Linked DNA regions of Sus scrofa: region 1 is linked to region 2. The links are chromatin contacts, called in public HiChIP or PLAC-seq maps. All regions are on one chromosome and are shown on one strand. The core of a region is the stretch at or near the end of the contact, and the rest is flanking DNA. Distances in the headings are between cores, read along the strand shown. Region 1 overlaps ZNF710 (zinc finger protein 710). Region 2 holds the start of MESP1 (mesoderm posterior protein 1).

Region 1 (6,932 bases), core at 3,915-6,414, 310 kb after region 2:
TCCAGCTTTTGCTTTCGCTTCCTCTTCCTTTCATGGGATGTGAGCAGCGTTCACCTTTCAGGCCACCATGGGGAGGACAACAAGGGAAACAGAGAGGGCGGCTTTGCTCTAAGTTGAATTCCCAAGAGTGTCCGGCTGTTTTTTAACAGCCCTCTGCACTACCTGGGGCTTGCTTTTCCCCTCCCCATGCCCAGCTACCTGTCCCGCCCCACTTCACAATCCAGCTTCTAGGGACCCAGGGCCTGGGGTTCGCAGGGGCCAAGGGCCCCGAGAGACACACACATGCACCCCCATAGCACAGCTGGTGACAAAGGCTGGAAGAAAAGCTGGAGTCACGTGTCACAGGGTTTGCAAGCCAGATCAAGGAATGAGCCCATCTTCTGCAGCTTTGCTGGGTCCTGTCCTCACCCCAGCCTGGTGCTGGGGTTCCTGCCTCTTAAAGGTCGTGGTGCTTCAGTTTTTACACTGAGCTTGCTCAGAGCAGATCCCTGAGGGTGAGAACTTATTATGCTCCCAGGTGTATCCCCAGTGACCAAGAATGGTACCCCGCACCCAGCAGGTGTGTTGAGTCAGTGACTCAGAGTCGGTCACCTGGTGATTCAAATCCATGAGGATGTGGGTTCAATCCCTGGCCTCGCTCACTGGGTCAGGATCCGGCGTTGCCGTGAGCTATGGTGTAGGTCGCAGATGTGGCTCAGGTCTGGCCTTGCTGTGGCTGTGGTGAAGGCTGGCAGATGTAGCTCTGGGAACTTCCATGTGCTGTGGGTGCAGCTTTAAAAAGCAATAATTTTTGTTGTTGTTGTTGTTGTTGTTGTTGTTGCTGTTGTTGTTGTTGTTGCTATTTCTTGGGCCGCTCCCGCGGCATATGGAGGTTCCCAGGCTAGGGGTCCAATCGGAGCTGTAGCCACCGGCCTACGCCAGAGCCACAGCAACGCGGGATCCGAGCCACGTCTGCAACCTACACCACAGCTCACGGCAACGCCGGATCGTTAACCCACTGAGCAAGGGCAGGGACCAAACCCGAAACCTCATGGTTCCTAGTCGGATTCGTTAACCACTGCGCCACGACGGGAACTCCTAAAAAGCAATAATTATAATAATAATAAAACAAAGCCCAGGGGCAAACCTGTCCCCCGCCAGAAGCCCAGGGCACTACAGGGCCCATGTCAGGGAGGGGGCCCTCAAAAATAGTTGCCAGGGTAACCACAGGGTGGCTGGCATCCCTCAGCAGGGCTGGCAGAGGCTTCAGAGCTTCTTGTGTCTTCAGTTGGTTTTTGAGATGTCCTGGTGGTGGCAGTGAGGCCAAGAATCAGCACATGGCCACCAGGTCCTGTTGGTTCTTCCTTCCAAATGGCTCCTATCCTGCCAGACCCAAGCCAGAGCAGGCCTCAAGTGCCACTGTCTATGCTCCAGGGACAAGGGCCACCCTGAACTCCCTGACCCTCCCCTGCCTGCTCTCAGAGCAGGGGTGCATGAAAGGAAGGGAAAGGAGCTTTGAAAGCAGTGCAGATGAGAGCAGGTGCTGCCACGTCTTGGGGACGGCACCCCAGATGACCAGCAGGTAAGCCAAGGATTAATCTGCCCTCAAGGTTCCAAAAAGCCTTTGGTGGCCATTTTGCAGATGAGGAAACCGAGACCCTGAGGGGTCAGGTGACTTGTCCAGGGTCACACAGCACATCACTCTTTAATTCATTTGACAAGCCTGTGTCCAGGTTTGCAGGAACTGTAGTTCGGCCCGAGATGAAGCGACAATGAGCGCTCTGGAGCATCTGCGTCCCTGTCCGGGTTGGGATGGCCTCCTGCCCGGCCTCAGGGGATAAGACTTGGGTCCTTCCCCAGGGGCTGTCCTGGTCCTCAGGCCTGGGAGGGGATGATGCTGAGCCCTGGGAAATAGGGCAGCCCTGGGCTTCTGGTGTCACCCGTACAGTCCCCTCCCTTCTCTCCACCTACTTCTTCCCCTCCCCCTCCTCTGCTTTGTTTCTTGGCCTCCACAGCCCCTCTCCCTCTCTCTCTCCCTCTCTCTCTCTCTCTCCCCCTCTCTCTCTCCCCCCTCCCTCCCTCCCTCCCTCTCTCTCTCCCCCCTCTCCCTCTCTGTCTCCCCCTCTCTCCCCCTCTCTCCCCCTCTCTCCCCCTCTCTCCCCTCTCTCCCCCTCTCTCCTCTCTCCTCTCTCCCTCTCTCTCTGTCTTTCCCTCTCTCTCTCCTTCTCTCTCCCTCTCTCCCTCCTTCTCTCTCTCTCTCTGCTGTGTCCTCCCTTCCCCCCACTCCCAGTGCAAGTCTTTAAACTGCAATCCGGCAGCAGTTCTCTTTGCTCCATTTCCCTACCTTGGCTGTTTCCTTTCTCTCCACCCTCGGGACCAAGGGTGTTCTGGTAGGAGGTTGAGCAGCTCCAATGGCCCCTCATCTCCCAGCCCAGGCTGTGCAGAGCTGGGCGTCCCGAGCTCCTCTTGCTCCCGGACATTGTAGAGAGCTTTTGTTTCGAGCCACAGGCGCAAGTGGAGGGAGACAGGCCTTGCCCTGAGAAAGGAGGTGCCCTGAGGGGCCTGGGCACCCAGGTGGGATACAGCCCATGCCAGGATGTAAAACATGGGGGTTGTGGCCTGTGAGAGGGAGGGGGCACCAAAGAAGGCCTATGAGAAGAAGGGGGTGGGGAACCAAAAAGATGGCCCAAGAAGAGGGGAGACACCGGCAGCAGGGTTGCAGTGCCTCCAGCCCTGCCCATGCCTGTGTGATGGGCAGATGAGCATGCAGGTGAAGCACAGGTGAATTCGATTTCCTCTGCCTTTTGCCAAGCCTCTGTCTCAACAAACATAGCCCCTCCTACATAACACACACACACACACACACACACACACACACACACAGCCTGCCTGGAACACTCAGCCCCATGAGCCTCTTAAACGTATATTTACAGGGTCATGTGTGTCTGATCAGGCAAGTGTCCATCCAGGAAAAGAGCGCAGGGGCCTGACTGGCCAGTTGGGCAGATAAGACGGCTTGATGGAGGCTTCTAGGAAGACGTGCTTTCTAAGTGGAGACTCAGAGAGGTGCTCTGGCTGCTCCCGAGGGGGACCCTGGTCCTCAGCGTGGCTGGAGCCTTGGACCACCCAGATAGAAACAGGTAGGGGGCTTCACATTGCAGTTTGCCCAGGGCCCGCCCCTGTCCTCCTTCTGACTCCTGGGAACCTGGGCAGGGGTTGGGGGGCAGGTCAGCAAACTGGCCCCTGAGGAGGCTGGGCTAGGTCGCACAGATGAGAGCTCGGAGCTGCAGGTGGAGCCGGGGGAGCTGGTGCTGACCCAGCTCAGCGCTCACTGCCAGGGCACTCTGGAGCATGACCTGGATGTCTGGGCTGTGGGGTGCGCTGCCTGCTACCTCCACCCCATGCCACCCCCATGGAGTTGTTTAGGATTAAAAGGCTCTCCTGGGACCTGGTGAGCACTCAGCCACCGAGTCTGTGGTCGGTTATTGGCACCTCTGTGTCCCCCTACTTGGGCACGAACTCTTCAGGAACAAGAGCTGTGGGCAGGTCCCCTTTTACACCAGGTGCAGCCCCAAAGTGAAACCTCCCGCAGCTCCCACGGGAGGACGGAGGATGATGCTGGTGGCCAAGGGCAGCTTCAGCCTGCACCTGGGGTCCTGGTGTAAGCCCTAGCAGTGGCCCTTTTCACTCTCAGAAGGTTCCTTCTGTAAGTTACACACTTACCCTCCCTGAGGGAACCAAACCCAGCCTGTGCTCTGGCTCCAGCTTTGTGTGTTTGTTTGTTTGCCTGCTCATTTGCCAACAAAGCCATGTTAAGTGTCTCTTTGCTCCTGTTCCCTGCAGGTGCCAGAAGAGGGGTGGGGCCGGGGACTGGGGCCGGGAGCAAAGCCCAGGGGGTAGGGAACTAACCCTGCCACCGATGTCTTCATCTTTTCTTCATCTCATCTCACTACCCCGGCAGTCAGGCACCACTTCCTCCGCAGAGATGAGGAAACCGAGGCTCAGGATGTGACAGATGTGCCTGAGCTAGAAGAGGACACAGTCCAGATTTGAACTTGGAATCCAGGGCCCAGTCCTGACCAGAGGCTCTGCTGTGGAGGGTCCATCCCTCTGCTCCCCTGGCCCTGCCTTTGGGGAAGTCTAGAAAAAGCGCTGAGCTGCTCATTTTCTCAAACCCACAGCAGACACAAAAAGCTGCCAGGGGCACAGCAGTCTGCTCTGGACACCCTGGGGGCAGGGATCCTCCTCGTCCACCTTTCCCTCTAAGCGCAGGGCCCAACCCATAGCAGGGACTTAGCAAATATTTGAATGAGTTCGCAGTGCCTAGCAGCTGTCGCAGAATCACCCAAACCTTTGCTGAATTTAGGGCCCCAGAATAGAGAAATCTCAGCTCTGTGGTTTTCATCAGAAGAGTAACGGTAACGAACCCAAGTAGTATCCATGAGCCCTCGTTCAGTGGGTTAAGGATCTGGTGTTGTAGGTCGGCAGCTGTAGCTCTGATTCAGCCCCTAGCCTGGGAACTTGCATATGCTTCAGGTGCAGCCCTAAAAAGACAAAAAGAGAAAAGATCCAGAGATCTAGGTGGATAAAAGTGATTCTTTACATTTGGTGAGGGCTTTGTAATTAACTAACCCCCTTCATCTATGTTGCGGCCTCGGCACTCACTACCCTTCCATGGGTAGGTGTTTGCATCTCCATGTGGGGATGGGGAAACTGAGATGCAAAAGTGACTTTGAGGGAACTTTGCTTAGTCACTTGCACATGACAGAGCTGGGACCTGAGGCCACGCTGCCTGACTCCCAGTTGAGTGCTCTTTCCCACGGAGGGTGGGAGGTGAGCTCTGAATCAGGCCCCCCAGTCTGTTCAAGGTGGACGCAGAGGTTTCGTTCTATCAGCCCTCTTCCATGAGAGCCCCGCTTTACGCTTCATCTTTAGTGTCTGTTTCAAGGAGGCTAAATGTCTCTCTGGGGTATTTTATTTTTAGCTGCTTCAGGAAGGGGAAGCTCCTCTGGCCTGTGGGGGGAGGGAGACACCAGGCCCCGGCCGGAGCGCATTTCCTGAGGAAGTGCCGCCGCCGCCGCCGCTGCTGCCGCCGCCAGCGGCCGTGCACCTGACCCTGGCCTGGGAGGAGAGCGGGCGAGGCAGGCAGGCAGGCAGGCAGGCGGGAGCCACCCAGTCCCCCTTCCTTATGGAGCTGGGGGCGGGGTACAATCTGATGAGTATCTGAGGCCCTCCCACATCCGGGCCTGTGGGGAGGGCTGGGAAGCCTGGGGGGCTGGCAGGAGGAGCCAGGGGCGGGGCGGGGCGGGGCGGGGCGGGGGAGTTGGAGCGGTTCCCGTGTGCAAAGGTTGGAGGGCATGGAGGGCTGTGGCGCCGCTGGAGCCCCTAGGAAGGCTGGAAGCCACTGCCCCCGAGGTTTCGACCCTTCAAAAACACCTGTTGAATCTGAGTGCTTGACCATGAACCTGGGAGCCGGTTTTCTCAAACTTATTCTGGTTTGTCACAGAACCAGTCTTCCAAATCAGATCTTACATGGGATTCCAGTGTACAAATCAGACACAAGCTATGCTATCAATGAGTTTAGATACTTAAATGTCTCACATTTAACTAATCAAGAACAATGACCTGTTGTGATAGACACAGTCATTTAGCATAAGGGCTGATGGCAGTACCTGCTCTCTGAGATCGGCCTCGGTACCTAATTTATTTTTGTGTGTTGCCTTGTTTTGGCCCAGTGAAAAAACCCAAATGCTTCCTTCACATGGCCAAGCCATTACAAATGGTGGCTATTGTTTAACACCTACCTCACTGTACAGTCTCAAAGTCTATGCAAAATTAATTACACCTTGGCTGTAAAGCGAGTGGGCCTACTGGATGTGTTGGGACAAAGTATATGTATTCCATTTCAGTAGATGGGTTTTGTAAAAATCAGCTTTTAGGAGTTCCTATTGTGGTTCAGCTGTAACAAACCCAACTAGTATCCATGAGGACACAGGTTTGATCCCTGTCCTCGCTCGGGGTTAAGGCTCCGACAAGCTGCAGTGTAGGTCGCAGATGTGGCTCAGATCTGGTGCTGCTGTGGCTGTGGTGTAGGCTGGCAGCTGCAGTTCCAATTCAACCCCTAAGCACCTGGGAACTTCCATATGCCGCAGGTGCAGCCTTAAAAAAAAAAAAATCAGTTTTTAGAATAGGAGAATCTTAATTTTTTTTGCAATGTTGGATCCAGTTTTTGAGGAACTACTGGAGGACATTTAGAACATAGTTTGAGAACCACTGAAGAAAGCCAACCTCTCTGTTTCAAGGGTGGGAAGACTGAGGCATGCGTGGAGGCAGGGCTTAGCCATGATCCCACAGGGAGATGAAGGAGATGGTCAGATACACAAAGGGTGTCATTGCTCCCCATAATTACAAGTGTCCACTTCTCAAGACAGGGATAGAAAGACATCAGGGACAGACACACCCCAAAATTGGCTGAGCCCTTGCTGAGTGTGTCTGTCTGTTGTCTCTGCAACACTGAGCCGGCAGTGCTAACGATCCCTTCTCCTCTTGCAGCGATGCCCTCCTAGCCAGCCGCCACGGGATGGAGGGCTTCATGGACTCAGGGACACAGACGGATGCTGTGGTGGTGCTGTCCTTGGCTCAGGCCGCTGTGCTGGGCCTCGTCTCAGAAAATGAGCTCTTTGGAGCCACCATAAGCGCCGAAGCCTTCTACCCGGACCTGGGGCCGGAGCTGTCTGGGGTGGCCATGGGGGAGCCCCGGCCCCCAGGCCCCGATGTCTACCAGCTGGCCTGCAACGGGCGGGCCCTGGAGGAGCCGGCAGAGGAGGAGGTGCTGGAGGTGGAGGCGGCCTTTGAGAAGCACACCCGGCGGAAGACGCGGCCGCCTGTGCGGCTGGTGCCCAAGGTCAAGTTTGAGAAAGTGGAGGAGGAGGAGCAGGAGGTCTACGAAGTGT
Region 2 (6,868 bases), core at 205-2,704:
GGGCCTGTGTTTTGACAAGTGCCGAAGCCAGTGGCTCCTGCTCCCCTGGCCCGAGCCTGCCTCTGCCTGCCAATGTGTCAGGCTGGGAAATGAGGCCTTGGGGCAGCCCCACCGAGCAGAGGTGAGAGTTCAGACGGGGTCCTTGGCCAGGGTGGGGGTGCAGGCAGGACAAGGCAGCACCCCCTTGGGCCCAGGGCCCGGGTCTCTGCCTGCCCACTAGGAACCAGCCGGCTTCCTCAGACCGAGCCTGGGTCCTGGGCGCTGCCCCCTCCCACTTCCCAGCCTCAGTACCCTTATTTTCCGGCCAGCCCCTCTAACATGGGAGTGCTAATCAAAGGTGCAGTGTCGGTTTTCCCCTTGCGGCCCCTAATCCCCATCCCCACTGGAGCCAGAGGCCCCAGGAGAAGGAAGCAGCTCTGTCCTAACGCCAGCCTGTTTAGCATGAGCAGCACACCTCCTGGGAAGCTCCTAATTTGGGTGTCCCCTACTGCCAGGGATCCTCCCACCACACCTCGGCACCAGCCCGCAAGGCAAGCTCTTTCAGGGCAGCGGTTCTTATTCACGAAGCCCCCACCTTCAGATAACCTGGGGCACCCCTCTGGGGTGTGGCCAGGGTGGCTTAGAATAGAATGCCCTTCTGCCCTGTACCACCGGTGGCACTTGGGTAACTCACTCCATGTTTCTGCCCTGGCCTCTGTTTCTGCCCTGTAATACCTCCTGTGCCAACAGTGCAAGGATCAAATCATAGCACAGGGACCGTGCTTTGGGCAGAGCCCACCTGTGTGTTCCTGCTGTCACTTGGGGTCTGACACTGTACTGGGGCTTGGCTGGGTTACAGCTCACAACCACACTGTGATATGAGTGTCATTGCCCCACTTTGTAGATGTGGAAACGAGTGGAAGCCCAGAGAGGTGGTCCTGTGTTGCATGGCTAGTAGGGGAAGAGCTGGGATCTGTTCTGCTCTGTCTGGGACCAAAGCCAATGTTCTGTTTTCCCACCAGTCCCCCTGCCCCCTCTGGAGGACTAGAGTGGCTCCTTTCCTCCTGGAGGGGTGCCCTGGGAGTGCCCTGCTGGGGGAGGGCTATGCCGCATAATCTTTAAGCCCCCAGGAAACCTTGATATACCAGGACCTGTTGAGAAGTAAAAAGAAAACAGGTTTCCAGACCCTGGACCTGCTTGAACCAGAATCCCCAGAGGAGATTCCGGGTGTGAAAAGTAAAATCTGGAGTTCCCATGGTGGCTCAGTGGTTAACGAACCCGACTAGGAACCATGAGGTTGTGGGTTCAATCCCTGGCCTTGCTCAGTGGGTTAAGGATCGGGCGTTGCTGTGAGCTGTGGTGTCGGTCACAGACGCAGTTCGGATCCCACGTTGCCGTGGCTGTGGTATAGGCTTCAGCTGTAACTCCGACTTGACCCCTAGCCTGGGAACCCCATATGCCACGGGTGCGGCCCTAAAAAGCAAAAACAAGAAGAAAAAAAAAAGTAAAATCTCCGGAGAATTATGAGGCTTGGCCACTTTTGAGAAGTAACACCCTAGAGTGAGCACTTCCCAATCCAGAGAAAAGGCATGGGGGGCAACCCCCACCATGGAGCCTAAGCTTCACCAGGTCTTGGAAAGATGAGGCCGTGCTTGTGCTGGCGAGGGGGCTGCAGCCACCTGGAGCCCAGGGCCGTCAGGGGCCCAGCAGGAAGGCTCCCAACTTCTCCTCCACTTCCCCCCTTCCCCACCAGCCCAGCTTATGCCCCCAAAACTCCCAGGAAGCCCCTTCCAACGGAGGCCACCCCCTCTCCTCACACCTTTAGCTCCTGGAGCCACCGACTTGGCAAGCCATATGGAATAGATTATTCTGGACCCATGATAATCTGATTATCTTGGTCATGGATCAGCTGGATGCGCAGCTAGTGGAAGTCACAGGAGGCAGAGTGACAAGGAGGGAGGGGGTGGGAAGAAAGGAGAGAGATTTGTCAGATTCCGGGGAAAGGCTGGAGAGGAAGTGCCAGAATCTCCCCAGTTTGGAGAGCTGGGCAGAGAATGCAGGGTGAGTAGACTGCACCTCTCTCCTGAGGGTGTCACACTTATGCCTCGCTTCATCTAGGTAAGTGGAGCCTTGCAGTGAAACACGGGGAAACCGCAGCATAAAGAGCTGACCAGCCCGAAGCAAAGAGACAGACATGTAAATGTGGGAAAGTTTGTCACATGACCCCTCAGTTTCTAAGCTGTGAAGTGGAACGGGGACCCCCAAGTGCTTGCTGAGATGCCTTGGGGGACTGACTGCATACCTTGTTTGCAAGGTACCGGTCTCAAGCCAGAGGGATGCCCTGGCTATCCAGCCTCCTTGCACTCCCAGCCACAGACAGCAGAGGGCGCTGCCCAACCACTTGGAATCTTGGGATCTGAGGTGGGCCGACCAGTCAGGGGCCTTTTTTCCTGGGGCCTGGGGCCATAGTGAGTACAGGATGGGGAGCTTAGCAGACATGTCAGAAATGCTGGGGCTGGCTTAAGAAAAGGGTGAAGCCAGCTTAGTGCTGGTGTGATGGGCTAGGTGACCCCAGAGAGGCCACTTGCCCTCTCTGGACCCCAATTTGCTCATCTGTCCACTGGGAAAAACATACACCTGTGTGCTGAGAGGGAGAGCAAGATGGAGCCTAGAGGAGTGAGGAGAAGGGGGACGGGCTCAGGTCCCTACACACCCCTGGGAGCAGAGGCAGAAAACAGACCACGAACCAACCAAAACTCTAGGCTCCCCAGCAAGGATTTGCAGGCCCGGCTCGACTGCCAACTTGGGGCGTGTCCAGCACCAGCCCCTGTAGATGGCACAGGAGGGAGCTCCCTCCAGGCAGGATGCACAGGTTTTGGGTGCCTTCTGACCCCACCCCTACCCCAACCGCACAATAGCACAGGGAGGTGGCAGGACAATGATGAGGTCACTGGGTGGCTCAGGCCCTCAGCCAGCTCCAGGTTGTCCTTCCCAAGGACAGGGGAAGGCACACACCTCCTCCTCACCTCTCCTGAGGGATCTGACTTCAGACCCAATAAAAAGCAGAGGGGCTCGCTCGTAGGGCTGAGCTAGAATGCCTGGGCAGGACCTGGTGGAGTGAGGAGCCTCTGGGCTTAAGATCCTTTGCCAGAGACTGGGGGACAGTGACATCCTTGACAGAGCGGAGAACGTGTAGGGGGTGAGGATAGAGTTTAAGGTGACCAGATAATAAATCAAACAGAAGAAGGGTCTTACCTGGTCAGTACCGATTACGTGCCAAGGACTAAGGACGGGATGAACGCAGTCCTCGGCTCTGGAGGTTCCCCCACCAAGAGAAATCCAAGACTCAGCCCTGGCCTGAGCTGAGGGAGTTTCCTTCACCCTTGGAGAGTATGCCTCACCCCAGGCCCCAGGAGGACACGGTCAGCACCTGGCACAGGTGGCCAGGCTGGCTGAGACCCCCTGGGAATGCTGGCTCTGCTGCTGGCCGCCCACAACCAGGCTGCCTCCCAGGCTCCACAGGGCTGGCCCAAGGCTTTTGAACAGCCTTGGCATGCCCTTTGCCCAGGGGTTTCCCTGACCGATGACTCCCCTGATAAGAAAATATTAAAAGGCTCAAGAGAGGGAGTTCCCGTTGTGGCTCAGTGGTTAACGAATCTGACTAGAAACCATGAGGTTGTGGGTTCGATCCCTGGCCTTGCTCGGTGGGTTGCAGATCCGGCGTTGCCGTGAGCTGTGGTGTAGGTCGTGGACACGGCTCGGATCCTGCGTTGCTGTGGCTCTGGTGTAGGCCAGCGGCTACAGCTCCGATTAGACCCCTGGCCTGGGGGCCTCCACATGCCGCAGGAGTGGCCCAAGAAATGGCAATAAGACAAAATGTACTGCTGAACCAAACTGCAGAAAAATCCCTTCAATATGACCCCACGGATATAAGGAAAAACAAAAGACAACAAAAATCTAAAAAACAACCCCTCCACAAAAAGGCTCAGAATGATACCACACATTTGGCAAAAGGGGTTTCTGTATTTATGTGTGTAAATGCATACTCCCCAAATCGGAATAATGTACCAGGACTTATGTGGTGTGGGGGTGTGGGCAAGGCTAGGTTCTGGGAAGTGACAAAGGCAGGCTTTAATCTCATCTGTAATGTCCAAAATGTTTACAGAGAGTTTAAATTCAAATATTACATGTGCAATTTTAAAATAACTTTGAGGAGCTCCCATTGTGGCTCAGCGGGTTAAGAACCTGACTAGTATCCATGAGGATGTGGGTTCAATCCCTGGCCTCACTCAGTGGATTAAGGATCTGCAAGCTGCGGTGTACGTCACAGATATAGCTCAGATCTGGCATTGCTGTGGCTGTGTCAGAGGCTGGCAGCTGCAGCTCTGATTGGACATCTAGCCTGGGAACTTCCATATGCCACAGGTGTGGCCCTAAAAAGCAAAAAAATAAAATAAATAAATACCTTTAAAAATAACTTTTAACATATATGTATAAGGGAGTTCCTGCTGTGGCCCAGTGGGTAAAGGATCCAGCATTGTCTCTTCAGTGGCATGGGTTCGATCCCTGGCCCAGCACTGTGGCACAGTGGTTTAAGGATCTAGCATTGCTGCAGCTATGGCATAGGCTGCAGCTGCAGCTGAGATTTGATCCCTGGCCTGGGAACTTCCATATGCCATACATGTAGCCAAAAAATATACAGATATTAGGATATACCTATGTGGAAAACTTTAAGGCATCTCAGTATATACTAATAGAGAATGTGTTACTTAAACTGTTATCATCACAGCATGGAGTACTAGGCATGTCTTAAAAATCTCATTGCAGAGGAGTTCCCGTCGTGGTGCAGTGGTTAACGAACCCGACTAGGAACCATGAGGTTGAGGGTTCAATCCCTGGCCTTGCTCAGTGGGTTAAGGATCCGGCATTGCCGTGAGCTGTGGTGTAGGTTGCAGACACGGGTTGGATCCTGTGGCTGTGATGTAGGCTGGCGGCTACAGCTCTGATTAGACCTCTAGCCTGGGAACCTCCATATGCCTCGGGAAGCGGCCTTAGAAAAGGCAAAAAGACCAAAAAAAAAAAAAAAAAATCTCATTGCAGAAATACATCTACTGATGTGGAAAAAGTTCTTAATACATTAGTGAGAAAAGCTGGTCACAGAACAACCTGCTCTTTCTACATCCCGAGGAATTGAAAGCAGAGACCAGAACAGATATTTGTCCACCAACATTCATTGCAGCATCATTCATAATAGCCAAAAGGTAGAAACAAGCCAAATGCCCATCAACAGATGGATAAACAAAATCTGACATATATGTACAATAGAGTATTTCTCAACTATAAGAAGGAATGAAGGGAGTTCCCGCTGTAGCTCAGTGGTTAACAAATCTGACTAGGAACCATGAGGTTGTGGGTTCGATCCCTGACCTCACTCAGTGGGTTAAGGAGCCGGCATTGCTGTGGCTGTGGTGTAGGCCAGCAGCTGTAGCTCCGATTAGACCCCTAGCCTGGGAACCTCCATATGCCATGGGTGCGGCCCTAAAAAAAAAGAAGGAAAAAAAAAAAAAAAAAAAGGAATGAAGTTTGGGCATATGCTACACAGTGAATGAACCTTGATGCCATTTCGAAATAAGCCAGATACCAAAGGACAAAAACTGTAGGATCACACTTAGAGGAGGAACCTAAAATAGACAAATTCATAGAGATAGGAAGCAAGCGAAAGGTTACCAGGAGGGGCTGGGGGGCTGGAGGTAAAAGGGGGTTTTTGCTTAATGGATATAATTTCTACTTGAGAGGGCGAAAAAGTTTTGGGAATGGAAGTAGTGATGGTTGCACAACATTTCGAATGTAATTATTGCCACTGAATTGCATGTTTAACAATGGTTAAGATGGCAAATTTGGATTCCCCGTTGTGGCGCAGAGGAAACGAATCTGACTGGGAACCATGACGTTGCAGGTTCAATCTCTGGCCTCGTTTAGTGGGTTAAAGATTCAGTGTTGCCATGAGCTATGGTGTAGGTTGCAGATGCGGCTTGGATACTGCGTTGCTGTGGCTGTGGCGTAGACTGGCAGCTGTAGCTCCAATTGGACCCCTAGCTGGGAACCTCCATATGCCATGAGTGCGGCCCTAAGAAGACAAAAATGAAAAAAAAGGTTAGGATGCAGAGATACTGACCAGTGTTCTTGTTCTCTCTGGGTGGAAGTGGGGGCATCCTAAATTCCTTTCTTTTTGATCATCTGTATCTTCTCACTCTTCCGTAATGACTATGCATTGTTTTAATAAGTTAAAAAAGAAAGAAAAAGAAGGGAAGGAGGGAGGGAAAAGGAAAAGACTGCAGCCCCTCCCCCACCGTGTTTGCATCCAGTAGCAGAGCCTGTGGACTCAGGCACCCCCTTGTGGCTTTCAGAGATCAGGTTGGGTCTTCCCTAGAGGAGCCCGAAGGAGTGAGCACCCTTCCCCCTCCCCCTTTGTCCCTCCCAAGAGCTGCAGGACCACAGATGGTCACTTCTCTCCAGCAGGGCAGGCAGGGGATACTCTTGGAATCCCACATGCTCAACCATGATGCTGCATCTCTAATCCTCCCAGCAAGGTTACCCATTTCATAGATGAGGAGACTGAGGCTCTGCTGGGGACTCAGCCCAGGCACAGCTGGCCCTAGGCCTGAGCTGCCTCCGCTGGGCCTTGCTGCCCCAGGTGCTGGACCAGGCAGCCCTGGGCTCTCTGCAGCCCCTTCCACACCAGCTTCTTTGGCTCAGCCTTCTTGCTGGAGGAAGGTCAGGGGGTCCACCTCCATGCCCCAAGCCTGCTGGGCAGCTCCCTGGATGTCTGCAGCCCCAGCCAATAGAAGCTACATCCTTCCCAACTTCCCCACATTCCCTCCTATGGGAT

Evidence for each region. HiChIP or PLAC-seq counts read pairs in DNA pulled down with a chosen protein or histone mark.
Region 1: an H3K27ac HiChIP or PLAC-seq map of alveolar macrophages shows a contact between it and region 2, with 6 times the contacts expected there. The contact joins the enhancer-like site here to the promoter of MESP1 in region 2. A contact is called at or near these places in 2 of 5 promoter capture datasets (fetal liver and liver), 5 of 47 Hi-C or Micro-C datasets (embryonic fibroblasts, heart right ventricle, omental adipose tissue and 2 more) and 1 of 2 datasets of contacts at active chromatin or transcription factors (alveolar macrophages).

The regions. Positions count from the first base shown.
Region 1 is chr7:55,632,242-55,639,173 of Sscrofa11.1, forward strand. ZNF710 (zinc finger protein 710) reads left to right here. Exons shown (of 5, transcript XM_021098970.1): 2 at 6,532-6,932. The coding sequence starts at 6,560. Among named protein-coding and RNA genes, the nearest start is that of IDH2, 40 kb to the right of the region's middle. Within about 2 kb of position 5,165, at least 52 of the 83 cell types and tissues checked have an H3K27ac peak or open chromatin away from gene starts, as enhancers often do. A contact at or near this core is called in alveolar macrophages, fetal liver, liver and 3 more, where this site is marked.
Region 2 is chr7:55,326,146-55,333,013 of Sscrofa11.1, forward strand. It overlaps MESP1 (mesoderm posterior protein 1), which reads right to left and starts at 1,455. Exons shown (of 2, transcript XM_001925990.6): 1 at 1-1,455.